Linked DNA regions of Mus musculus: all the other regions are linked to region 2. The links are chromatin contacts, called in public Hi-C and promoter capture Hi-C maps. All regions are on one chromosome and are shown on one strand. The core of a region is the stretch at or near the end of the contact, and the rest is flanking DNA. Distances in the headings are between cores, read along the strand shown. Region 1 holds the start of Zfp677 (zinc finger protein 677). Region 2 holds the start of Lnpep (leucyl/cystinyl aminopeptidase). Region 3 holds the start of Zfp54 (zinc finger protein 54). Region 4 holds the start of Zfp160 (zinc finger protein 160). Region 5 holds the start of Ppp2r1a (protein phosphatase 2, regulatory subunit A, alpha). Region 6 holds the start of Zfp51 (zinc finger protein 51).

The links. Promoter capture Hi-C pulls out the DNA fragments that hold promoters and counts their contacts. A called contact is a pair of places that touch in the nucleus more often than the background predicts.
Region 1: a contact with region 2 is called in a promoter capture Hi-C map of pre-B cells. The contact joins the promoter of Zfp677 here to the promoter of Lnpep in region 2. A contact is called at or near these places in 3 of 39 promoter capture datasets (cranial neural crest, maxillary cranial neural crest and pre-B cells).
Region 3: a contact with region 2 is called in a promoter capture Hi-C map of pre-B cells. The contact joins the promoter of Zfp54 here to the promoter of Lnpep in region 2. A contact is called at or near these places in 3 of 39 promoter capture datasets (cranial neural crest, frontonasal cranial neural crest and pre-B cells).
Region 4: a contact with region 2 is called in a Hi-C map of liver, with 3 times the contacts expected there. The contact joins the promoter of Zfp160 here to the promoter of Lnpep in region 2. A contact is called at or near these places in 3 of 39 promoter capture datasets (cranial neural crest, maxillary cranial neural crest and pre-B cells) and 1 of 484 Hi-C or Micro-C datasets (liver).
Region 5: a contact with region 2 is called in a Hi-C map of regulatory T cells, with 5 times the contacts expected there. The contact joins the promoter of Ppp2r1a here to the promoter of Lnpep in region 2. A contact is called at or near these places in 2 of 39 promoter capture datasets (pre-B cells and second pharyngeal arch cranial neural crest) and 3 of 484 Hi-C or Micro-C datasets (CD4 T cells, forebrain and regulatory T cells).
Region 6: a Hi-C map of B cells shows a contact between it and region 2, with 5 read pairs. The contact joins the promoter of Zfp51 here to the promoter of Lnpep in region 2. A contact is called at or near these places in 3 of 39 promoter capture datasets (cranial neural crest, frontonasal cranial neural crest and pre-B cells) and 1 of 484 Hi-C or Micro-C datasets (B cells).

Annotation. Positions count from the first base shown.
Region 1 is chr17:21,382,427-21,385,330 of GRCm38.p6, forward strand. Zfp677 (zinc finger protein 677) reads left to right here and starts at 1,322. Exons shown (of 4, transcript NM_172486.2): 1 at 1,322-1,594.
Region 2 is chr17:17,622,921-17,625,891 of GRCm38.p6, forward strand. Lnpep (leucyl/cystinyl aminopeptidase) reads right to left here and starts at 1,569. Exons shown (of 18, transcript NM_172827.3): 1 at 1,474-1,569. The coding sequence starts at 1,492.
Region 3 is chr17:21,421,680-21,424,918 of GRCm38.p6, forward strand. It overlaps Zfp54 (zinc finger protein 54), which reads left to right and starts at 1,565. Exons shown (of 5, transcript NM_001379357.1): 1 at 1,565-1,638.
Region 4 is chr17:21,007,573-21,010,764 of GRCm38.p6, forward strand. It overlaps Zfp160 (zinc finger protein 160), which reads left to right and starts at 1,369. Exons shown (of 5, transcript NM_145483.2): 1 at 1,369-1,414.
Region 5 is chr17:20,943,801-20,946,899 of GRCm38.p6, forward strand. Ppp2r1a (protein phosphatase 2, regulatory subunit A, alpha) reads left to right here and starts at 1,654. Exons shown (of 15, transcript NM_016891.3): 1 at 1,654-1,783. The coding sequence starts at 1,706.
Region 6 is chr17:21,448,872-21,452,140 of GRCm38.p6, forward strand. Zfp51 (zinc finger protein 51) reads left to right here and starts at 1,503. Exons shown (of 5, transcript NM_009558.4): 1 at 1,503-1,550.

The DNA of each region.
Region 1 (2,904 bases), core at 72-2,571, 3.8 Mb after region 2:
TACTAACCTAGGTAGGCCTAGACCTGGATGCTTCTAGCCTCTGTACAATCCAAGCTAGGCCTAGAATATATTCAGCTTCTGAGACTTGCTGCTGAATAATCTCAACCATTTTTAGTTTTTGTTTTTGTTTTTGTTTTTTTCTAATCTCTTGCTGGCTGGTTCTTCTCAGCTGTTCTGGCTCAAGCTCTTCTCCAAACTCACTGATTCAATCTAGCTTTCTCTCCTTCTTGGCCTCCACTGATTGCCTCTACTTGGCTTCACACTAATTTTGGGAATATGTTCTGATCTTCTGGCTCTTTCTCACTCTCTGGCTTGTTCTTTCTTCACCTGTGTGTAGCTTGTTCCCTCTTCAACCTGTCTCTGTAAAACTCTCCTGATAAAAACTGCCTCCTTCCTCTCTTACTGCCCCTTACATATCTTCTCTTTCCTCCCTCTTCTCATGAGAGTTGGGCATATCCTATTTTGTCAGATCTTTCTCTGATTTCTCACTATGTCTACCCACCAATTAGACATCACTTTCAGACAAGGGAGCTTCCTTCCACAAACTAACTTTACCTTCATTGTTTGGGATTAAAGGGGTGTACTAAGGGTGTGTTTGTATTCCAGCCAGAGGGATTAGTGTGTGTTAAGGGCAGAGCTACACGATAGCACAATCCCAGATTCACAGTGTGATCAAATATCCTGCAACACTTGGACAATATCTGAGGGGAAAAGTGTGCCTTTTAGTTTTCCTAGATTGACTGTGGCCTTGTGTGAAGCTAGTACTTGTAAGTACAGTTGTTGGTTACTGGTTACAATCATATGGAGTCTAGAGAATGGTCTTTCCTTTTCTTTCCCTTATTTCTTAACACCTCTTCTTCCTCAGTATTCCCAGACCTATAGATGAGCTGGTTTAACGTCTTTTTTTAGGACTAGAGCTATATGTACCTTACTTGTTTTCTGCATCTGGGACAAGGAAAATCTCTGGATCCACCAGAAATCTGTTTTACCTCACAGCACCTTTAGCATGAGTCACAGAAGACAAACTTGTTTCTGAATCAGTACTGACAAGACCACCATCTAGTGGAGAAAGCAGTACATCGCGGGATGAATTCAGCTCGGGACTAGTAGCAAAGGGCTGACCACTGACTTCCCTCAATCTTTTCAAAATCTAAGATACTGATATGACCCTCCCTAAGGCAAAAATGCCTTAAGGAAAGACAGCCAGGGCTGGGGTGAGAGGGACTGTCTTCCACGGGGACGGGCGGGGCCGCTCACCCGGAAATAGAAGGTGGATGTCCATTGGGTGGTGGTTGCGGAAGTGTATAGAGTGGGCGTGGTTAGAGGTGTGAAGTAAAAAGATGGTACACTGAGTGAGGCCAGACAAGTTGAGCTGAAAAGGCTAAGTCCAAATGGCGAGGGCCCATTACCTGAAGGAGCTGTAGGTCTGCATCGTGTGAGATCGAATGGTGCGGAGCTGAGTATAGAAGACACAGGTTGGGGTCCTGTGAGGACCCAAAAACTCCCCTATGCCGCAGATGCCTTGAACATCCTGGAGTCAGCAGTCTGTGGCTCAGCCGGGGAACCGTAGCCCGGCGGGTCTGGAACCTCCCAGGTCAGAGGAGCTGCGGGGCTGGGAAACTAGGGTCTTGGTGGTGGTTATCCGGGGGGCGGGGATACTGCCTGGCCCAGTAAGAGGGAGAAAAGAGAAAAGTTGAGTGGAGTCTACAAAAGTAATTAAGGAAAAGAAAGCCCCGTCCTTTCCTATGTTTGTGGGCGCCACGTGACCAGAACCGGGGTTGTAGTGGGCGGGTTTAGAAGAGCTTCTTTAAAGATCAGAGCCCCAGTGACAACAACAACAACAACAACAACAAAAGGAGACACAGTTTCCTGGCTGCAGCCTAGGAGAGTCAGCAGTGCAGCACAGGAAAAGACAGCCAATCGAACCTGGAGCTTCCCAAATGTTCTTATTAAATAACCTAGAATATTTGAATTTATCTGTTGATATTTCAAATGCAGTTCACTTTGTTTAGGTGAAAAGGACAAAGCTCTTGAAATTTACATTCATCCATCCTAACTCTCCTGTTACACCCAAGGACTTACTTGGTGACTTGGCATCCCTAGAGAGCGTTTATATACTAGTCATAAAAGCAATGGCTGCAAATATAATAGAATCCAAAAGTGTGCACTAACACAACTGTTCAAACTGTAGGTTGTTGTTTTGTTTTGTTTTGTTTTGTTGTTGATACTTGACAGTGGTGTGACTGTGAACTTCTTCCAGGAAAAGGTGGAATGCCTTCTGAAAGGTCAGAAGGTTTTTATATAGAGACTGGATACTGCAGAATTACAGCAATCTGGTTTTTGTACGTGAGAATACTTTGCTTGCTCTCTCCCTTATTCATCTTCAGGGTCCTGGAAAACAAGTGTGCATTGTGTGATCCCTGCATGACAAAGTCTTGCTTGGTTCATGCTATATTAAGAATCTCACAAGTGTATAGTGCTGTCATCACAATCATTGAGTTCCATTTCTTCCCGTCAGTTTTAACTGAGTTGTGATTGAATGTGGGCTTCCAGTTATGCTAAATGGAAATGAGTTCTAAATATTTATATCACTATAAAATCCTCTCTTTATCTACTGAGCACAGTACTGTAGTAGAAATCCATGTGCTTTCTGATGAATCTCGTTCTCATGTACATGGCTCACTGATCACCCACATCTGCTCACCTGTGTAGCAGAACAAGTGCCCTAGAACATTAGAGAGACAGGAGACAGTGGCTAAAGATCCAGGTATGTTGGAGGATTGGTGAAGGGATGGTAAGGGATTCCGGTAAATGTGGAAGTGGGACATAAAATCAGTTTTGCCACATTCTGTTTCACTAGAAATAATTTTGGAGACTTCCACTGAGAAAAATCTCCTCAGGATT
Region 2 (2,971 bases), core at 319-2,818:
GTTCAACAAATCAACCAGGGAAAAACCTGACTAAATAAATGACTCATTCTTGTTTTCAATTGGGTAAGATTTCATAATTAAAAATCTTACCTACATATTTAAAACAAGGAGGCTCCAATAATTCTGCCTAGAAGGAAGAAAACGTCTTGGAAAATTTTATACCTCTTTTAAGCACATTTTACACTCAAATCCTAGATGGTCTCTATGGTGCCTTTCAGTTCAAATCTTCCTTAATTCTCTGAGTAAGTTTACCAGACTATTCTTAGAAACTTGGTAATTACAAATAGAACACATATGAGAAAGAAATTTGGAGTTAAAGCTGTCATTACTAAGCCTAATTAAACACTGCAGACAGAAAGATGGCAGGAGAATAAAGCATCCCGAATTAGGGAAAAGGAGAACATAATGAGTAGGTCACAGCTCCAGCGATGTGGTAAACAATGTTAAAGAACACAACAAAGTCCAGCCTAGGCATTAGAGTGGATAGAGTGGGTGTCCCCTCCCCCTTCCCAGTTCCTTAAGTGGCATGCGACCCCCCTCCCAACAATAATATGCTTCTCTCCCATTAATCTGACTTTCTACCTACCTGAAGTAACCAACCACACTGGAAACACATGCCAAGTAGAAAGTGGATCCTCTAATCTCATTAAGCCCTACCCTTTATTAGCAGTTTTCCTACTTTCCATCCTAAAGTGGAATCCATATATTTAAACACCATAAAATGGTGAGACATCATCTCACCTCTATATTGAGACTCAAGCACTACAAGCCCAGACAAAAGCCATGAAGTAAAGGGCCGTGGCTATTTTCTGGACACAGACTGCTTTGACTTTCACACACACACACCCATGCCACCTTATGATATAAGCCCAACAAGGGCCATTGATATTCAATGGATCTCTAACTAGAAGATCAAACATCACTAGCTGGTAAAAAGAAGTTTGGTCGACCTGCGGAGCAGCGGTAGGCAGACGGGTGGCAATGCGGGGCGGCATCTTCGCCACACCGAGCAGTACTAGCCAGCCCCCGGTAAGTTTCCTTCCCTGCAGTGCACTAAATCACGCTGCCAGCCGCGGCCCCACCCCGCCCTGTTACGGAAAGGCATGCGGACAGCTCGGTGAAGGACGGGCGGACAGCTCCAGGCTCCCCGCACGAGTAGGCTTTCGCCGGGGCCGCAGCTTCTCCTGGCCGCGGCCGCTTCCCCCAGGACCAACGCCGTTGCCAACTTTGCCGCCGCCCCCTCCACCGCGCAAGCATCCCAAACTTTGCCGACTACCTCACCTGGAGGTTCGGGGCTGGCCCCCGGGAGAGGGCTGACCTTCACGCCTGCCCCAGCCGACCCTGGCCCCTCTGCCGCCCCCCGGCCCGCCTGGGAAACCCTTGGCAGGGATGCCTGCAGCCTGACCCCCTTGCCACATCTGACCCTCTGGACCCTGAGAGCCCGGGAATCCGCGACTCGGGCTAGCCACTCACCATTGGTAAAGGACTCCATCTTCGCCCCGCCGCGGGTCCTTACCAGCCCAGCGCCCCAAGCTTCCTACTCCGAGAGCCGAAGCGGTCCTGACGACTGAGCATGCCCAGCAAAGGCCTCCGAGGGCTGCCGGGGAGGTGCGGCGAGGGGCGGCGCCGCTCCGCCGCACGGCAACAACACCTTCGTTCCGGGTTTTCGCAACTGCTGCAAAAGACCCACTGAGGCGTGGACGCTAAGCATCGCTCAACCCTAGGCCCACTCCGCCCAGGGGCGGCGGGGAGGAGCGCAGTGCTGGGGCGGGGCTTAGAGCCCCACCCCCGGAGCTCACTTCTAGCCGCCGCGCTGTCTGTGCCGCAGAGCTGTAGTACCCCGGTTCAGACAACTGGTACACCTACTACTGCATCCGGCCGTGTTTCGGGTGCGGCCACCCCAGTACTGAGCCCGGAAATGCGGCCGGTGATGCTGTCGCCAGAGGGGTTGTCGCCCTTCGCGTTCTGAAAGCAAGACAAGGCCCAGGGTGGGTCGGCCTCTACGCTGGGCTAGCCCGGGGCGGCGCTCTTCTTAACCGCCGGAGCAAGCCCTGCGGCGGTGGTCGGCCCGACTTCCCTCCTTTAGCAGAACGCCCTGCAGCAGCTGCTGCTGCAGCAAAGCCGGAGGCCAGAGGAAGGGAGGGGCCCGGGAGTCGATCGGTGCCCTTTGCTTAGGGCTGGGCTTAGAACTGCGAGCAGATCTCAAAACCCGGAGCGGGGTGTAGGAGAACGGACCGTGCGCGCAGAGGTTGTGTGCAGAGAGGCCCGCCTGCCTAGTCCTGTCCTTACTCGACACCAGCAGTTGGCTGCTCCCAGCCTTCAGGGTACACGGCCTGATTCCGCGGGGCTAGACCGGAGGGAGCCAAGTTCCCCCTTCCCCTAGTACTCGCGCCTTTGCCTCGGGCCCCATTGTTTCCGGTGCCAAATCGGGGCGGTCCCCGGCAGCCTACGAGACACGTAGAGACCGCGTTAGCTCCTGCTAGCTCCTGTTTCTCCAACTGCCGGAAGTCAACACCCCGCGAAGAGGCTCCCCCATCCCTCCCAACCGCAGCCACAGCTCCTCTTTCCTCCCCACTCACTGCTTCGTCCCCTGCGGCGACTTGGCTAGGCCTTGGCCTCACTGCGCGAGCCAACTGTCACACACTCCTCCTCCCAGGCTGTCAACCCGTGCAAACAAAATCTAAACCTGTACAAATATCCTGGGCGAAAGAGGAGAAAGGGATGATGTTCGATCGATAAGGAAATTCTACGTTCAAAGAAGTAAACCCGAAGTGCAGTGTTTTTAAGAGGTCGATTGTATTACATCCACTACGTTCCACTCCTGTTTTACAACGCCCTGTGAAAACCAACTGTACTTGGAGTAACCACTAAACTCCTTACCTAACTCTGGGACCTCATTAACATTCTCGCCCTTTAATGGCCCCGAAGCTTTCATAAGGCTCCTAGAAGTTGGCGCGATTTATTCAGCATC
Region 3 (3,239 bases), core at 315-2,814, 3.8 Mb after region 2:
CACACCTTTAATCTGGGCCACACCTTCTACTAGAGGGCTACATAAGGACACTGGAAGAAGGAAGATTCACTCTTCTTCAACCACTCACCAGCATATCTGTTGAAACCTACTTCCATAGAAGACCAGCTTAAACAACTAGCTTCATGGGACTGAGCAACTATTAGAATCTTGGACTTCCCATTCACAGCTTCCCATTGTTGGGTTAGTTGGACTACAGACTGTAAGTCATTACAATAAATCCCCTTAATGTATATAGAGATATTCCATAAGTTATGTGACTCTAGAGAATCCTAACTAAGACACAAGTTGGTACCAGGATTGGTTCTAGAGGAGCAGAAGTATAAGAATGAATGTCTTAAGAATCTGGAATCCGTTTAATAATTTGTCAGCATCTTCTAATTCACTAGGCACCTTCAACTCCTGAAATTTCTCCAGATACTTTCTCCCCTGGGAGCTTGGAGAATATAGGAGGCCAGTGGTGGAAACTATATGCAAATGCCTTTGATTATCTTGATTCATCAACTGTGACTGGTGTGAATTAGGTGACCCTGTACACGAAGTTTTCTACAATTTGGAGGGAAATAAGAAAACTGATTTGCCTGGCTTGTTGCTCTTAGTATCTCTGGACAAAAACTGGCGAGAGGGGCAACAGCACATTTGAAGAGTTTTGTTCTTGCCCTTTTCCTTGTGCCAGACCTTAGGGTTGGAGATACTGCTACTCAATTGAATGAATTAAATGTAATGGATTTAATTTTGCCCCAAGGTAACAAAGGCCAGGTGGCAGCATCGAATCACCAGAGACAAGGTGATCATAGTTATTATAGTGGGCAATGTAGACAAAACATTCATAATGACCTACCCCATAATGATCACAACTCTGCATTGTGATTACTGTAGTTTTTTACAGTGGTCTCTGTAGTAGAGAAAAGTTTCTTGATAAGGGGTGAAGACTAAGCTTATTCGTGGGCAGGAGAGAAAATGTTTAGTTTATTCTTTGGGATTATGCTGGGTTAGTACAGTCTGTTTTATCTCAAAGCACTTTTATCTTGAGTCACAGAAGACAAACTCCTCTCTGAATTAGGAAAATGGCAAGACCACCATCTAGTGGTGAAAGCCATGCAGCTCAAGATAAATTCACTGACTTCTTGAGACACCTATTTCTTTTCAAAATCCAAGTTCTTTAAATGTCTCTCCGCAAGTCAAATTTTCAGGATTTGGTTTTGACTTGTCATTTTTGTGTGTTGGGATTGTTTGGGATAAGTTTGTCGCTCACGGGCTGGTAGTCAAGTCGAGGTGTAAGGCTATCTTTTATCTGAAGGGTTCAGAACTCAGTATGGTGGTCAGATATCCGGGTGCAGCGTCCTGTCAGATCCAGTTCTAGTCTACGCTGACAGCAAACTTGTGGGGAGTCTGTGGAGAGCGGGTTCAGAGAAGCTTGACAGCTGGAACTGTGTGGACCGCAGCCTGAGACTGATAGGGAGGGACCTGTCTCCGGGGGGGTGGGGCCACTCACCGGAAACAGCCGTTGGGGACAGTATATGGGTGTGGAGGAAGTGTGTTGTGTGGAGGAAGTGTGTTGAATGGAGCTGGGATTAGAGGAGTGGCGTGATAGCTGGGACTGTTCTTTAGTGAACCTAGGTAAGTTGACTGAGGAGCCAAACCCAAAAGTGGCAAGGACGTCTTCCTCGAGGAACTCGCTGGCATGCACCGTGGAGAATCTTGTGATGCAGACCTGGAGTCAGAGGATACAAGAAGGGTTTCAAGGGGACGCAAAAAACTACCCTGAGCCTCAGGTGCCGCGCGGGGCATCCTGGGAGAGTCAGCAGGCAGCAGCCCAACCGGTGGAACCACAGCCCAGTGGGGGAGGGCTGTAACCTACCAGGTTAGAGGAGCTAAGGGGCTGGGAAAGGGAAGGAATCAGACAGGGGTGAGATATTTCCTCGGCTACTCATAAAAATGACAGCTCTCAAAATTCTGCTCTTCATGTCTTGCCCTTGCCCATAGATTTTAGACCATACTAAGTTGATGAATACTGATTTTTTTTCCATTTATTCTCTTGGCAAATTTTTCTTATAGAAGTACTCTAGTGGAGTATTTGAAACTATCTGTTAATATTGGCAAACGTGTTTGGTTTGGTTGTTGTTTTTGTTTTGTTCTTGTTATTTTGCTATGATAGAAAGGACAACGCTCCTGAAATTTACATTAGTCCACACTAATTTCTTTGTATACCTGGGAACTTGGCACCTACGGAGAGGTTTTAACTATCAGTAATGAAAGGAACATGTAAGGAATTTTTAAGAGCAAGGGCATCTTTGCAGTCAGGAGCAAAAGCAATACAACAAAGTCACACCACACAACAAACATCGTGCAAGAGATATATTGCAGATAAACAGAATGGCAGCTACTCTGAAAGGGAAGAGAGTTGGAAGGCTAGGCAGAGGGATGGGTGTTTATAGTGTCTTTGGAGCATGTGAAATGACGTACTGGAAAAGAACAGTGGGTCCTGAAGTATTGCTTGGTCATTAAAGCTGGAACAATGTAATCTGTTAACACTGAGTAATGAAGGGATTTCCAGGTTTTAAGGCCCTGGAGGCACTGAAATGACTAGCCTCCCCTCCTACCCCAGCATCATCCCCAGGTTTCTCTTAGGGCCATAACTGCCATTTCCAGCCCCTTGGGTCAGAAAGTGGCCAAGCTGCTGTCCTAAAGAGAAAGAGAGAGAGAGAGAAAAAAAAAGTCCATGATCAAGCTACAAAGGCTTCCATCATTTTCAGTTCATGATAAGTTCAGAACTTTATTAGTGTATATTATTCTCATTCCAATCATCCAGTTTCATTTCTACCCATAAGTTTTCAAGAAGCTGTGATTGGAAGTGAGGTTCACGCTAGACTAACTGAAAATGTTTTCTAAATATTTTTCAATATTCTGACACTGAATGGCATTTGGGGGATCATTGTACAGTCTTCAGTTTTGTTCCTCTTTATTGACTGAGCACAGTACTGTGCTAGGAATCCAAGTACAGGCTCACTGATCATCCAGATCAGCTCACCTGTGGAACAGAACACAGACCTGGAAGGTGGACAGGGAGGAGACAGTAGCTAAGGATCCAGGTATGTTGGGGGATTGGTCAAGGGAAGGCAAGGGGTTCAGGTAAATGTGGAAGTGGGCCATGAGATCAGTTTTGCCACATTCTGTTTCACTAGAAATAATTCTAGAGACTTCCACTGAGAAAAATCTCC
Region 4 (3,192 bases), core at 119-2,618, 3.4 Mb after region 2:
GGTTCTCAAGAGCAATACCATATTTTAAATATCTTTGTTTCCTCTTCTCTTTTTCTTACCTCTGCTTCAGATTTAGGGGGGCAACCTGCCCAAGGACATGGCATTTTGAAGGACATTTGCAGAGAGGATGTCCAGACTCTGAGCAACTGCTTTCAATAGGATGAATAGCAAATGACTTTCTACTAACATAATGCATATATTAAAATGTTCAGCAGGAAGTAGTAGGGATCATGAGACAGTAGTGTAGGGTGAAATGATTACTATTCATTATATATTTAAAAGTATGTATCTGAAAGTACTTTGCAATGGTGAAGTACCAGGGAAACTCAGTGCATCTCATTATTCTATACTGGTGATAGTTTGTTGAATTCTATGTGTACTTCCTTTGGAAATGTTTGATGAACTGTAGATATGCTACATGGTGGAAATGAGAAGAAATATTTTTCATTAGCCATTCCTCAAATTATTCCCGCTGACCTTTGACAGTTACATCTGCAGACTGCTGTCACAAACATCCTTTAGAACACATGTACTTGTATGCAAGAGTTTGTTTCTATTTAAAGTAGATACAGTAAGAACTTTCAATGAGAATGCCAAAATAGCTTATATGCTGTTTCAAACTTTCAAGCCAAAAAGCACTTAAAATATTTTTAAATTGTTATTTTTATTACAAAGAGAAAAGTTGGCACTTAAAAAAAGAATCGATCTTCAATGCCAATCGTTCATGACCTTTGTGAATGCAATTCTCTTTTGTAACAGAAAATATAACTTTTAAAATAGGTAATTGTTTTTATATATAAAACTCTTCGAATTAAAAATAAAATCAATGCTTGCTTATATTCACCATCGTCCCCGACTCTCCTACCTATGCATGGTTACTGATTGACAATGCTCAGGAGCCCTGCTCCTTAGAGCTAGGAACCTGTGGGAGAATAAGGAGGGACTGAGAACTGTGCACCAAGAACACAACCTACTCTGAATCCCCTTGTAGAGCCAGACCCATGCCCACTTGTACTTGAGCACTATCCTACTCTCCAATGCATCCCCACACTCCCTTCTAGTCCATTATTTGGTTTGACCCTCCACCCCCACCCCGCTGTTTTCCGAAACAGTTCTAAGCCCTCACCACGCCATTCTCAGCATTCAGGTCCTCTCTAGCCCATAAACATTTCTTTAAATACTGTCCCCTCCAAGCAACAGTTTCCTGTTCCAAGTCCCACTAGCACGCAGTGGCCAGCATGCCCTAAAATTTCCTTCTCAGAGCAGCTTCCTTTCTAGGTACCGCCCCTTGTTAGCGTCAATCACTTGTTCTCTGGTCCCGCCTTATTTTACCCCGGATCTGACCGCGAATGCTGAATGCACTCCTGCGCAGCGACCCGGAAGCGGTTTTGCTCTGCATAAATTTTGTAGCTGGGTGAGTTTTCCCAGATTCTTTAGGCCGGTTGCTGGCACTCAGAACCCGGACCTCTGCCCTGGAGTCCCCATCTTGTGTGCAAAGCTCCACTCGGTGACGCGGAGAGCTGCGAGACTGAGGAAGTAGGAACGTGGGAGAGAGAGATGGCAGCGGAGCCAGGGGAGGGGATGGAGCCAGGAAGGAGCGGGGGCACGGATTCAAAAGCTTCAGCGGTCGGGGAGGAGACATGACTATCGTTTGTGCGGGCAGTGCCAGGTGATGCGGTACTAGAGAGTGCCGCGGGTGACAGAATAGCAGAGGAGCAGCTTGCCGCGGCGCCTGGTGGAAAGGAAAAAGAAAGCAGGGTCTGGAGATGCTGGCAAGAGTGGAGAGGAGGGTGAGAGAACAGCTAAACTGCCATAATGTGTGACAGAAAGAAAAGCAGGCGATGGAAGCGAAAGGGAAAGTATCTGGGGAGAACTTCCAAGACCAAGTTCTCAGACCAAGTTCTCAGCACAAAGATTTATTTGTCTTAGAGGTACAGAAGGCCCGGATAAAGGTCAGAGACAGGAGATAGAGGAAGAAGGGGAAGGGAACAAAGAAGAGGGCAGAAAGGGGCAAGAGAGAGGGGTTAGGAGTATTTGTCCAGAAGTGGGACAAATGACTGTTTCTAGATAGAGAGGAGACAGATGTGACCCATAGGCAAATGGCGGCTTATAGAGGTAAAATGAGAATCCCCTTATTAGGACGAGGTGTTTAGCTGGCACATTAATTAGGTGAGCCAGAGGTGCCTTTCGGTTGCCAGACTTCAATGCTTTGATAGCTGGGCCTTCATAGTAAGTGTCAGGAGGAGGAATTGGCCAAATAAAGGAATAGACTTTGGGTGTAGCTTTAGGAATGTAATCTGAGAGTTTTTAGCAAGGCAGAGAGAGGAAAGGGGCAAGGCCTACCAGAGTCATGGTCACCATGCTGGAGCTGGCAAAGTCCCTTCAGAAAGTGTGAATAAGATAGTGCAGAATGAGGGAGGGGCAGGCTGGATAAAGCAGAAGTTGATGGAATAGTAAGGTTATTATTACTGAGCTTGTCTTTGTTGTTGAAATAAAAAAACCCTTAATTTTTGTTTGAATTTTAGTGGTATGGAAGAGAGTTGCAAAACTTGATCTGATGGGCATTAACTGGTATTGTGTTAGGCATGGTGGCACAGATCAGTAATGCCAGCATGTGGGAAGAAAGCTGGGGTAGGAAAATGGAGACTTTAAAGGTGGCGTGGAATACTAAGACAAATAACTAAGACACTTTCTCAATGAATAAATACTGTTGGTGTTTACTGATCCTTTATAGTCCTTATACAGCCAGAACTAATGTGAGATTTTTTAGACAGTGTCACCCTTCTTTGACAGGGGTAATGTGTGGAGGAGCTGTGGGATTCTTCTAACCCCCTAACACTTAACTTTTAGCATAGAATGTGTTGCCTCCGGTCACAGTAAATGTGTGATGTTTTTTCTCCTTCAGGCACCAACTTAAGTACTTTAACTCATATCTTTTTTATTATTATTATTTTATAGACATTTTTATGAGATATTTTCTTTATTTACATTTCAAATGTTATCCCCTTTCTTAGTTTCCCCTCCGAAAATCCCCTATCTCCTCTCCCCTTCCCTTGCTCCCCAACCCACCTACTCCTGCTTCCTGTCCCTGGCATTCCCCTATACTGTGGCATAGAAGCTTCCCAGGACCAAGGGCCTCTTCTTCACACATGGTGGGACTCATGGCTCTAGCTATTTATTTAACTCATATCT
Region 5 (3,099 bases), core at 404-2,903, 3.3 Mb after region 2:
TCACAACCTAGTACTAATTAATTAAACTTACCCTCTTCTTGTACTTGTTAAGAAATCCAGTGCTTCCTACAATGTTTAACCTAGGGCAGTTCAAAGTAAGACTAGAAAACTTTACTATATCTGAAAGGAGAGGAGACAGGCAAGAGGATGTTTTTTCCAAAAGATCTGTTAAATCAAAAATGGTCCAAGAAGGCACTGTTTGGAATTCCTCTCCATAGCCTCTCCTGAGTTCCCCAGTTTTCTGTTGATTGGTTTCAGAAACACATAAAGTACAGTATAGAAGAGTTCATATAAAGGAAAGAAACTGAAGAATGGCCAGAGAGATCATAAAAGAAAATACACTCACAAAGAATAGACAATGGTACCATTGTGCCAAACTCTTTTAGTGAGGTAGCGTATAAACTGAAGTTTCTAAGCCAGACCATTTGGATTAACTCTTATGGGATGAGGCAATGGTATGGCTGTCTTTTGAGGGTTACACCATAGACCTTTGACTGGCCCGGAGGTCACTATGTAGACCAAGATGATGTCAATCTCAGAAAGATGACAAGTTTTTGCTTCCTGAGTTTCATGATTGAAAGCATGTGCACTTTCACACATGGCTATGCCTTCTGTTCGTTATCACAAGACCAAGTGTTTCCTATTCAGGGCCAGAGATATGTGATCTGCATCATTACTTAGGAACGCCTACTCTCTGTGAGGGGGGGGGGGTTGTTTGTTTGTTTGTTTGTTTATTTCCACTCTCTGTGAGGGTGCTTTCTCAATTTTCTCTCTAATTGGAGAGGAAGAAGGGGGAAGGGAGGAATGGAGGTGTGGGGGGGAGGATGATGGAGGAGGGGAGAGGCGAGGGGAGTCGAAAGGAGAAAACAAAAATCAAGTATAGAAATAGCCACGCTTTAACAACCTTGATAGCATCTAACAACCCCGCTATGCCCACCTTCTTCCCTTTCATATTTTCAACCTTAAGGAGAAAGGATTGTGATAGTTTTATATTCGCCTTCTAAGTGAATCACAGCGCCCAAGCTCATTATGAGGCAGAGGTCCATCCTCAAAAAACTTTCGACCTTGTTCATTTTTTACTAGCTACCTAGAAGCTCCCCGGCAGGATGAAGACTCGCTCTGGCCGCTCTATTTCTTCCGGGTAAGGGGGGTGGGTAATAAAGCCTTGAACGCCAAGAGCCCCAGAACCGCATCCTAGAAACCAAGCAAGGCAAATCTCCCTACTTAGGAGTCCCTCCTTTACAGAGACCGGTATAGCAGAACCAGACAAGCATGTCCTTCATTACGTCACGCATAGCTCCCAAGACTCCAGCTTAAGTCTTCTCCGCCTCTCCCCAAGGGGCCATCTTAGCCACCTCCCACCCTCGACTCTCATTGGCAGCTAGACCTGCTTGTTCCCGTGGTTGCTAGCAGCGACGTAGGCGGGCACAATCTTGGTCACTAAGATACTTCACTTCCGGTTCCTCTCGTCCTTCGGGAAAAACATCTCATTCGTCCGGCCAATGGTGAATGAGAAGTAGGCGGGACTTGGTTGGTTCAGACCAAACAGACGCGAGCTTGTGCGGCAATGGCGGCGGGACGGCCCCTGTAGGGCGGCTCGGGCGCCCCCACGTCCGCTTTGCGTCCTTTCCCCGGCACCGCCCCGCCCGATCCCGGATTCCGCCTGGAGCTCGCTGCTGCCTGATAGAAACGCCAGGGAGCCAAGATGGCAGCTGCCGACGGTGACGATTCGCTCTATCCTATTGCGGTGCTCATAGATGAACTCCGCAATGAGGACGTTCAGGTACGGGGATCCTTCCGTTAGAGTGTGTGGGGGAGATCGGGGACGGGGATCTTCGCGGAATGTGGGAGCGATGGCTCCGGGTTCTCCGGGAGTGGCGGAAAGCAGCGGCAGCCAATCAGAATTCAGGTCTCATCTTTCTTAATAGCAAGGTTCGATGAGATGGCAGCCTTCATTGGGTGCCCGGCCAAGCGGAGGGCAAGCCTCGAGGGTCCTACCTGAGTGCGCGCGGCCGCCCCAGATCTGGGCCTGGGCGGCCCGAGATAGGGTGGCGGTCTTGTTGCCGCCTGCCAGTCGGTGATTGGCGGCGGACTCAGAATGGCTCTTTGTAGAGAATCGGCGGGGGCGCGTGACCTGCTGAGTAGAAACCCTCAGGGGTCCTGGCGACCCGGGTAGAGTTCCCATTGCTTTTAATGTTTTCGTTTTAACTGGAAGGAGTGGGGACTGATATTGGGATTGGGGACTGATACCGAGATTTCTGTCCATTCTTCACCGACCTCCACCTTGTATTTTGGGTTAGCTCTCCTGAAGGAGGAGGAAGGAGGCGGTGAAAGTATCCTCTCCTGAGATTTAACTAGCCGTAGCTGGGGTGGGTAACGTGCACAGACCCACCTGTTCTCCGACCTGGTCCCAAGCCGGCCTGCCAAGAGAGTTGATAGTTCTGGTTCATGGGAGAAGAATGAGCCAGGACCCCAGAGTTGTCGGACTGCTTTGGATTTGAAAAAGAGGTCAGACCTCAAGGCCGCATCCTCTCACCTGAGGATGACCTTGTGTGCACATTATTTCATCGCCCCTGGCTTCTGTTTTCTACAAATAGCGGCTAATAATAGTCCTGGTTTCCCTCGGTGGCCGAGGAAAAGTAGTAAAATGAAACTGGCTGTATGTAAAGGCTCTATAAATGTTAGCAATTATTTTGGGGGTGTGGCTATTGTGGCACTGTGCTACAGCCCTCTGCTTTTCCTTTTATATAGAATTGTTCATGCTGCACTCAGTCACCTTCCTGAACCTGGGCCTATCCTCTAAGTCTTACGTATTTATGTGTGACTCTGGTTCCATTGTTGGCAAGACTGGATTTGTACTCCTGGATCTTGCAATTTTTGCAAATTGACTCAGGCAGTCTGTGTTTCTCTTCTGTTAAATGGGAATAATAATCTGGTTTTGGGTATACTGAATGAATTTATTTGCATATGTTCTGTAAACACATGCAAAGCATGAGGAATGTTATTGGGTCATAAAGGAGACCAGAGCTTGGTATAGTGGTGCATGCATGCTAGCAATCCCAGCACTCAGGAGGCAAAGGCAGTGTCAAGGCTAGCCTG
Region 6 (3,269 bases), core at 253-2,752, 3.8 Mb after region 2:
CTTTTAAAAAAATGTTTTTTGAACTGGGCATGGTAGCACACTTCATTAATAATTGTGTTACACAAAGAAAACCTTTCTCAAATGAATGAGTGAGTGAATGAATGACCTCCCCCAAGTTTTCTATTATTAGCTATTTCACACTTGCATATTGCATTTGTATGTCCACATCAAGTATTGCCCAATATTTTGGTATACTTTTGATATAAAGTACATATTCCACTCCTAAAACTCTGCTCTTCTGATTTACAATTCCAACAAACCTCTCGATTGTGTTCATCTCTATTCATATTGCCAGGGACCCAGTAAGATAGGAGCTATGTGTTGGAGCCTGATGTGCTCAGCACAAGATGACAACTAAAGGTAGTGATTATTCTCCTACAATCTATCCATAGCCAACCTCTGGGAGGTAAAGTGAGCTGTTCCAGTTCCTAGAATGACTGTGGTCTTGTGTGAGGCCAGTGAACATAAAGACAGCTGCTGTTGGTTACTGATTACAATAATTGTATGGAGTCTAGAGAATAGTGTGTCTTAGCCCATCCTCTCCTCTTTTCCTTCTTATATCCTAACCACCTCTTCTTTGGTGTTCACCAAGCTAGATGAACTAACTAGTAACTGACTATATTAAGACTAGAACCATATACCTTATTTTTTGCATCTGTGCAAGTTAAGGTCTCTGCATTCAACACTCCAGAAAAAAGGGAGGGAGGGAGGGAGGGAGGAAGAGAGAAAGAGATAAATAGATAAATAAATAAATAAATAAATAGAGGGGTGGAAGGAAGGGAGGAGAGAAGGAAGGAAGGAAGGAAGGAAGGAAGGAAGGAAGAAAGAAAGAAAGAAAGAAAGAAAGAAAGAAAGAAAGAAAGAAAGAAAGAAAGAAAGAAAGAAAGAAAGAAAGAAAGAATTGGTTTTTCTCACTTTAAGCATAAATCACAAGACTAACTCCTTTCTGAGTTAGTAAAATGACAGACCGCCATCTAGTGGTAACATCAGTACAGCACAGGATGAATTCGGCCCTGGGCGGATAGCAAAGAGCCACTGAATTCTTGAGACACCTATTTCTTTTCAAATTCCAAGTTCTTTAAAAGTCTCTCCCAAGTCAAAATTTTAGGATTTGCTTTTGGCTTCTCATGTTTGTGTTTTGGGGATGGGACTTGGGCTTCTGAATTTAGCCTGTGTTGTTGTTGTTTGGTACAAAGTATGTATTCCAGCGGCTGGAAGTCCAGGAGGTGTTAGGCTTCCGGTCATTTATCTAAATGGTTCTGAACTCACTATGGGGGTCAGATATCGGGGTGCAAAGTCCTACCAGATCCACTTCTGGTCTAGCTAGCAGCAAGCATGAGGGGAGGCTGGGCGAGCTGACAGCTGGGCCTGTGTGGAAGGCAGCCAGAGACAAAGTGGGAGGGACGGGTCTCCGCGGGGCAGGGCCACTCACCCGGAAACGGAGGGTGCAAGCACATTGGACGTTACCAGGAAGTGTAGAAAAGTGTTGAGTGGGAGGAGTTAGAGGAGTGACGTGAGCGGAAGCTGGGAAACTAGGTGAGTGAAGCCAGGTAAGTTGAGAACCAAAGCCAAAAGTGTTAACGACCTGTTCACGTCCAGAGCTCACGGCCCTGCACCGTAGGGAATCGCGTAGTGTAGACCTGGGATAGCAGAACGGGGAGGAATTTAGGGGAAGGTAAAACGCCGGCCAGCCGTGTGCCGCGCGGGGCATCTTGGGAGAGTCAGCAGCACAGCAGCTGGAACCATAGCTCAGAAACCTCCCAAGTCAAAGGAGCTACGGGGCTGGGAAGGGGCCGGAAGAGAGCAGGGCGTGATCAGTTTTTCTGGTGTTCATAAGTAAGCTGGCTCGATATATTTTAGTGCATATAAACTGAAATAATCCTGATGTGTTTTTCATTGACCAAATGATTGCCAAAATATTCAAAATAGTAGAATAGTAGAATATTTTAGTTTATCTACTGAAGTTTGCAAACCAGTTCTCTTTGTTGAGATAAAGGATAAAGCTCTTTAAATTTACTTACATCCATGCTAACTCCACTGTTATACCCAGGACATACTTGGTGACTTAACATCCCCAGAGAGCTTTTAGCTATTACTCATGAAAGGAATGGCTGGAAATGTAACTGAATCTCAGCGTATATTTGTTGCGAGTTTCGTAGATATAGTTGTAAATATAACTAGAAGTGATTGTCATCACTTCTTCCTCTCCTTCTAGTCTCTCACTCCTCCACTACCTTCCTCCCCCTATCCTACACCTTCCTCTCTTTATCCTCAGAGAAGGGAAAGCCTCCTGTGGATATCCACCCTCCTTGGCATATCAAGATGCAGTGGGATTAGGCACTGCACTGAGGCTATTGAGGCTAGACAAGGCAGCCCAGTTAGGGAAAGGGGATCCAAAGGCAGTCAACAGAGTCAGAGACAGCCTCTGCTCCAGTTGTTAGGGGACCAACATGATAACCAAGTTGCACATCTGCTACAGTTCACAGTTAGAAAGGACATTATAAACCAGTTTTTAATCCTTTAATCCCTGTATCCTATAACCCTTTAATCCTTTAATCACAAGCCTTTAATGCCTACACTTAGGAAACTGAGGCAATTGGATCTGGGAGTTCCTTGCCACCCTGGTACATAAAGGGAGTTTAAGGACAGCTAGAACCACAGAGAAATGTCAGTGGGAAGAGGGAGAAGGAAAAGGAAAAAAGAAATAAAACAGAAAAGGTATTATATTGTATATGATGGTACTATAAATCATCTTTCAAATAATTACTTTAGCTCTTCTATATCAGAAAAAAGACAGCAAAAGTATTTTGTCTCCTTAGTTCTAGAAAACCACTTTGTCCATGAACACAAACTGTTTTTTGGTTTGGTTTGGTTTAGTTTGGCTTAGTTCCTGTGTTTGTTTTGTCTGTGGCTTGAACCCATTGTGTCCCTCTGTCTGGCCCAGAACTCATCCTGTCATGTAGACTAGGCTGGACTGGAAGTCACTGAGTTACACCTGACTCTGTTTCCTGAGTGCTAGCGTTAAAGGTGTGCACCAGGACCACTATTCAAACTGTTGTTTTGTATTTTGTGGTCAGTTCACGGCCACCAGTGTGACTGTGGACTTCTGCCAGAAAGAGGGGCAGTGTCAGCACCATGCTGGGAGTGCTTTGTACAGAGACTGGAGGTTGTAGAATTACAGTATTCTGGTTTGTGTGGGTGAGAATAGTTTGCTTCAGCCGCCTTTCACTGAGAAAAATCTCCTCAGGACTGTACTTTCACTCCTCAGG